Regions from separate parts of the Callithrix jacchus genome. Here region 1 is linked to region 2. The links are chromatin contacts, called in public Hi-C maps. All regions are on one chromosome and are shown on one strand. Each heading gives the region's core, a stretch centred on a gene start, on an enhancer-like site or on the middle of the called end of the contact. The rest is flanking DNA. Distances are from core to core; before and after follow the strand shown. Region 1 overlaps SCARB2 (scavenger receptor class B member 2). Region 2 overlaps CCDC158 (coiled-coil domain containing 158).

The links. A called contact is a pair of places that touch in the nucleus more often than the background predicts.
Region 1: a Hi-C map of skeletal muscle shows a contact between it and region 2, with 7 times the contacts expected there. The contact joins two enhancer-like sites. A contact is called at or near these places in 2 of 3 Hi-C or Micro-C datasets (both in skeletal muscle).

The regions. Positions count from the first base shown.
Region 1 is chr3:121,929,846-121,933,032 of calJac240_pri, reverse strand. SCARB2 (scavenger receptor class B member 2) reads right to left here. Exons shown (of 12, transcript XM_002745692.6): 4 at 1,645-1,833. Among named protein-coding and RNA genes, the nearest start is that of NUP54, 33 kb to the left of the region's middle. Within about 2 kb of position 1,767, at least 2 of the 16 cell types and tissues checked have an H3K27ac peak or open chromatin away from gene starts, as enhancers often do. A contact at or near this core is called in skeletal muscle, where this site is marked.
Region 2 is chr3:121,684,360-121,687,740 of calJac240_pri, reverse strand. The region is part of intron 7 of CCDC158 (coiled-coil domain containing 158); the gene reads right to left. Among named protein-coding and RNA genes, the nearest start is that of SHROOM3, 48 kb to the right of the region's middle. Within about 2 kb of position 2,035, at least 2 of the 16 cell types and tissues checked have an H3K27ac peak or open chromatin away from gene starts, as enhancers often do. A contact at or near this core is called in skeletal muscle, where this site is marked.

The sequences.
Region 1 (3,187 bases), core at 518-3,017, 250 kb before region 2:
AGACTTCTTAAGGGTACACACAGACACTGTACATTCCTAAATTTCTTTATTTGGGCATGTAGCTATGATTTCTGAGAAATAGCACAGGTAGTAGTTCCTCTATAACAATAGGAGTGAACAATTGTTAAGTATAATATTCCTGGCTGCAGTCTAAAATTTTTGCATGAATCATCTCGTAAAATCCTCACAACGACATCAGATAGTGTGGCTATCAGACTAGTGAATTCGATGATGTAAAAACAACAAAGCAAGTTACATAATGTAAATTATCTGAGAAATAGTGAGATATTAGCAAAAAGATCTACTTGGCTGATGGACTGAAGCCCCTGGGACCAAAAGGGCCTCGAGGGAACCTTTGCATAATATCTCTCAGTAGGAGGCTCTCCTGAAATCATTTCTAGAGGGAAGGTTTAGTTAGGGCTTGACAGGAAATCTGTGCTTCCTCTGGTCTTGTGAAGCTGTGTTCCCCTGAGACAGGGACCCTCTATGGAACTCCTATCTGGACCACTTCTCCAGAGTGATGCATTCAGAGTTGGTGAGACCCTACTTTTAGGACTACTGTCTCTCACACAGATAATTTTTAAAAACTTGCTTACAGTTTTGTTTTGACAATTTCTAAGTTTTGTATAACCATGAAGGCCCAGGGACACAATTATTGCTGTTTGCCATAAAAAAACAGAGGGTAAGACTCTTGAACAAACAGAGCCAGAAAACAGCTACAAATGTAAAGCTGAGGAGACTCATCACAACCCCAGAGTACACCCCTAATCTAATACTCTTCCTGGGGTTATTTTGTCTTTTACCAATTTCCCAACTATTCATTGCACTCAAGGGTTTTTTGGTTTTTTTTGTTGGTGTTGTTTGTTTGTTTTTTACATGGAGTCTAGCTCTGCAGTGCAGTGGTGTGATCTCTGCAACCTCTGCCTCCCAGTTTCAAGCAACTCTTCTGCCTCAGTCTCCTGAGTAGCTGAGATTACAGGTGTGTACCACCACACCTGGCTAACTTTTGTATTTTTAGTAGAGACAAGGTTTTGCCATGTTGGCCAGGCTGTTCTCAAAGTCCTGACCTCAAGTGATCCACCCACCCCAGCCTCCCCAAGTGCTGGGATTATAGGTGTGAGCCACTGCACCCGGCCTCAAGTTTTTTTTATTTCCAAAAACACTCTTCTTTTTTTTTTTTTTTTTTTTTTAACAAACTCTACAAGATACCTTAACTCTAGGCAATTTCTTTCTTTCTTTCTTTCTATTTTTTTTTTTTTGAGACGGAGTTTCGCTCTTGTTACCCAGGCTGGAGTGCAATGGCGCGATCTCGGCTCACCGCAACCTCCGCCTCCTGGGTTCAGGCAATTCTCCTGCCCCAGCATCCAAAGTAGCTGGGATTACAGGCGTGCGCCACCATGCCCAGACAATTTTTTGTATTTTTAGTAGAGACGGGGTTTCACCGTGTTGACCAGGATGGTCTCCATCTCTTGACCTCGTGATCCACCCTCCTCAGCCTCCCAAAGTGCTGGGACTAAAGGCGTGAGCCACCGCGCCTGGCCAACTCTAGGCAATTTCTAAAAAATCTTAAAGTTAATCTGGCTTGGGGTACCCCAACCCACAGTCAGCTGAAAAAAGAGGTTCTGAAAAGAAAAATTGACTTACCTCATAGAATAGGCCAAAATAGGGAGAGATGTCAGGCCTGAAAACATGGATAAGGGACAAGATCTCATCTTTGTAGCCCCAGAGCAATTCATCAACTGTGTGAGTCACAAACAGCTTCTGCTGATAGGCTTTCAACATGGCCTCGATGATCTCCCTGAGGAAGTGGACCTGGGACCACTCTATGACGGTCTGTGGAGCAGAAATAAGACAGGAACATGCCCTCCAAAGCACCCCACCTACTCTCTCATACTACCCCTCAGCAAAGGGGGTTGGAAATGTATGTGTAAAGGTTGAGATTAAATAGCTGAAAACTCAGCCAGTGAGCTCCTTTCTGGCTGCATATCCATGACAAAGCCTTGGTACTACATTTTGTAAGTGTAGTATTTACAGAGACCGTCAGACACCACAAAAGGGGAAAAGCTCTTGTAAACATATCGGCATCTTTAGCCACAAGGTGGTGCTACCTTCCTCCTGAGCAGGGCCAGAGGCTCATTATAAACCCTACCTACACCCCTGGGACTAGGCAGCAGGGACCTAATACTCTCTAGGTCCTGGGTCCATCATCAGTGTCCAGCTACATACGGAGCGGTCACCTGGGAGTTAGGGTGGGAGAGTTGGAAGGGGTTGGTGTAGGTGAATTAGAATGTTTACTGGGCCATGCACAGTGGTTCATGCCTGGAGTGACTGGATGACACGGGAGGATCACTCGAGCCCAGGAGGTAGAAGCTGCAGTAAGCTGTGATCTAGCCACTGCACTCCAGCCTGGGCGACAGAGCAAGGCTCCGTCTCAAACTAATAATAAAAAAATTAAATTTAAAAAAAAGTCTCATAGGTATCAGTACAGAATAGATGTAGAATAGATGTATTATTATGTGGAATTACCATTATAAACAGAGCCCATTGGAATCACAGTAGGCTGTAATCAACAGCCCAGTCTATTGATTTCTGGTGTCTATTTATGTATTTTTAGAATATCAAATCCAACATAAAAATATGAAGTAAGAAATGGTATACAAGTTTCATTGCTCAAGTTTCTGAAAATATTCAAATAAATATTTTTAAAATTATTAGCTACCAAAAAATCCTAGGGGGTAGGTGAATTAGAATGTTTACTGGGCCATGCACAGTGGTCACCGTGTCACAGCTTCTGCTGACAGGCTTTCAACATGTTTATTTGCACATCTGCTAATCCTGAACACACAGGAAGAAACTGTGAAAACAAATCCTAAAATCTGAATTCTGGCATCATTTGAAAGATCTTATTTGATAGATCTTAGAATAAAGGCTAAGATTAAATAGCTGAAAACACAGCCACTGAGCTCCTTTCTGGCTGCATATCCAAGACAAAGCCTTGGTACTACATTTTGTAAGTGTAGTATTTACAGAGACCATCAGACACCACAAAAGGAGAAAAGCTCTTGTAAACATGTCGGCATCTTTAGCCACATGTTTAAAGAAGAAAAGAATTTATTTTTCTTTTTATATGTGTATATTTCAACATAACTTAAGGGCTCCTAAATGTAAAATCATAAAGAGCATTAAC
Region 2 (3,381 bases), core at 786-3,285:
GTATATAGCTCCAGCCAGTGTTACTAAATCATTACTTTTTTAGTACAAAGTTCAGCCCCAACCGCTTTCAAAGTAATAAAAATAAACATAGAATCAAGACCATGAGATATTTTTGTTGTCAAAAAGCGAAAGTTAAGAGTAAAACCAAATCTACAGAGCCAATAGTGACAGCTTCCATTGGTCCAAATTTGTAAGGGGGATTCTAGAGTTTCTCCTAAAATGGAAAGAGAAGAATAGAAAACAGCATTACAGTAAAACACTTTTGTAAACTACAAAAGCTACATCTCAAATTTTCTTTGAAGTACAATTTCTATGTTCACCAATATAAAATAATTGTGTTAAACTGAAGAGAAATATTAACCTCCTAAACAAGTTTTCTCTTAATTTAGCATTGTAGTTAGAAAAGTTTTGCTTAGACCTGCCATGTCAGCAATTTATTGAAATAAAAACACCTTTAAAATGAAGAAATCTGACCTCAGGAGAAAATACTAATACTGCCCCTCAAAAAACATGCTGATGTGTAATAGCAACACATTTTTATGAGTTTTCTTTCACACAAATCTCGCTTTTGTTTTTTTGAGTCAGGGTCGCACTCTGTTGCCTAGGGTAAAGCAGGTGGTGTGACCATGGCTCACTGCAGCCTCAATCTCCCAGCCTCAAGCTATCCTCCTGTCTTATCATGTTGAGTAGCTAGGACTAGAGGTGCATGCGCTTCCATGCCCAACTCATTTTTTACTTTTGTTTTTATTTTTGTAGAGACCAGAGTCCCACTATATTGCCCAGCCTTGTTTCAAACTCCTGGGCTCAAGTGATCCTCCTGTCTCAGCCTTCAAAAATGCTGAGATTACAGGTGTAAGCCACTGCCCCCGGCCATGAATCTCACTTTTAATCACAGCTTTTATGTATTATTTCCTTTGATATTTTTCCTTGTTGTTATTTGAATAGTATATACTGAAATTTGCACTGAAACAACAGAGAAAAATAGATTTTAAGGTTGTTATAGGCTTTAGCTGTATCAAGGCATATGAAAATAAAAAATTAAGAACAATTTGTGTTTTAGATTTTATATTCAATTTATTATAACGAAAACATTTTATAAAAATACAACTTTTTATAATCCCAGGTGAAATCCTTGTTGTTAGCTTGTTTGATCTTGCTCAGCTACACCATGTATTAAATGTTACCCCAGGCCAGAGTGTACTTAGCTATATTTACATGGCAGTCATCTCTCAGTACTCCCTGACCAAACCAAAGGGAGTTACTGTTGAAGACAGTCTAGTTAACCATCAACTAGGTGCCAACTCTATTGAGGGTCACTATGGTGTATTATAAATCTCAGTGATTTATTAAAACTAATGAAACTGATGTGCCCTCCTTATTTCCATTAGCTGTTTATTATTTAAGACTGTCAAAATTCTTGCTGAGCCACTATCTACATTAGCACAAAATAAGAAAATGATTCTAATATCATGTTTGTATCTATATGACCCCAAAACATCATGTAAAAAGCTTTCGGTCATTCATCTGGATCTTATGCTTCTACAATGCCTAACATTTAAATGTGTATAGAAACTTAGAAATTTTTTATATGCTTTAGATGGATATTTCAGTGTTTGTGAAAAAATTTCCCAATATGTTGAAACCAGCGTGATACTATATATTGGACCAAATGCAAATTAGCAAATAATGGGTGAGGCTTCTGAAAGGATAATTTTTCCAAACAACTGTATAATGGAAAGCTATAGTATTTACCAATTATGTAAGAAACCACAGGTGAATTGAGCTTTATTTAGTACTCTGTAGCTTTTCAAAAAGTTTGTCAATAGACAATGAGTACTTAATCTTTCCAAAATGATGTGATTATTCATGAATATGCATTATTATATTGGACTGTAACATAACAGCTCTCCTATCTCCTCTCTCACTGTCAGCTTGTCAGCTCTCACTTCTGCCGGAGTGCCTACCTCCACTAGACCCAAGTGAAAAAGCATCCTCCCACCCCCTGGTGCACTGAAATTAGCCCCTCCTGCTGTTGTCTGCAGGGTGTGGTTATGACCTTTTGTATAGGCTTCGTCTGCCCAGACTGGGGTGGACATTTCTGCTATCAATCATCAGGGGGAAAGCTTGTACTGAGAAAAGAAGCTAGAACATAAAAAGCAGGCTTCAGAAAGGCAGAGAAACGCGTATGTTCCTCTCTAACATTTTGTTTGTTGAGTGCACCCTTTAAGCAGTCTAAAGTCCCTTAAGGTTGCTCAGAGGTGGCAGTGCTTGAAATAACATTGCCACAAGGATTTAGGTTAAGGGCTGTGCAAGGAGGTTTACAAAAGGAGGCAGTGTTATTCAAACTGCAACTCACCAATGAATCATGAAATCAATTTAGTAAGCTTCAAATCAGCATCTGAAGAGAAGAGAAAACAGCCAGCATCACATGTAATAGGGGTAAATATTGTTTTCTGAATCTTGCTTCAGTTACATGTGTGTATTGGATCATAAGATGAACTATATTTCTTACTGTGAGTCATAATGGAAAATATTTGGAAGACACTGCTTTAAAGGACCCACATCTATAGCTGAGATTATACGGTTTCATGTTACTCTCTATGGCTTAGACTTTAGCCAAGTCATGTCTAAATTTCATCCTTATCTTTGCTGTGATTAAAGACTAGGGCTTATTTCCATGCTTGAACCAAGGAAAACAGCCCCCTCCTGTGGCCAGCTGGAGTGATAGATATAAATAAAATGAGGGGTTGCCCAAAGAAGGGCAAATATCTGCAAGAATTTGTGCTGCGATATGTACTTCTTCCCATTTGGAGCTTTCCCCCATGTACTGTTACCCTATAGAATTGGTTTCATTTTATAAAGGAAATCTGGCAGCTTCCTTATTTCCAACCTACTGCTCCAAATAGCTAAGGTGTGATAAACTGACTACAAGTGACAGAACTATATCTCAATTGTTTCTGCATGGCTAAGGGTCTCTTATAGGTAGGATGACTAAATGTAGACTTTATCTTCCAAATGGGACATTACAGAGATGAGTGGTAGCATTCATAAAATAGGACACTGGGCTAGTAGATGTAAACTGAGACTCTCAGGCAAGCAGCCTTGGGTGATCACCCTTCTCACAGGGAATGAAGAACACCACTCCTCTTAATGGCAGCTCCTTGTTTTTTAGGGTCTTCCTGTTTTACAAATGGTTGAAATGAACAAAAACCTAAGCTCTGGATAAACAGATGACAATGATACTGAATAGCTTCTCTTTAGCTATGAAAAGTGAAAGAAACAAAACAACAGAATATCAAATATTAATTGATTTGGTTTTAAAAGGAATTATATGATGATGAGAGATGAAGACTTATCTTCCTAATTAATTTTTATGTAATT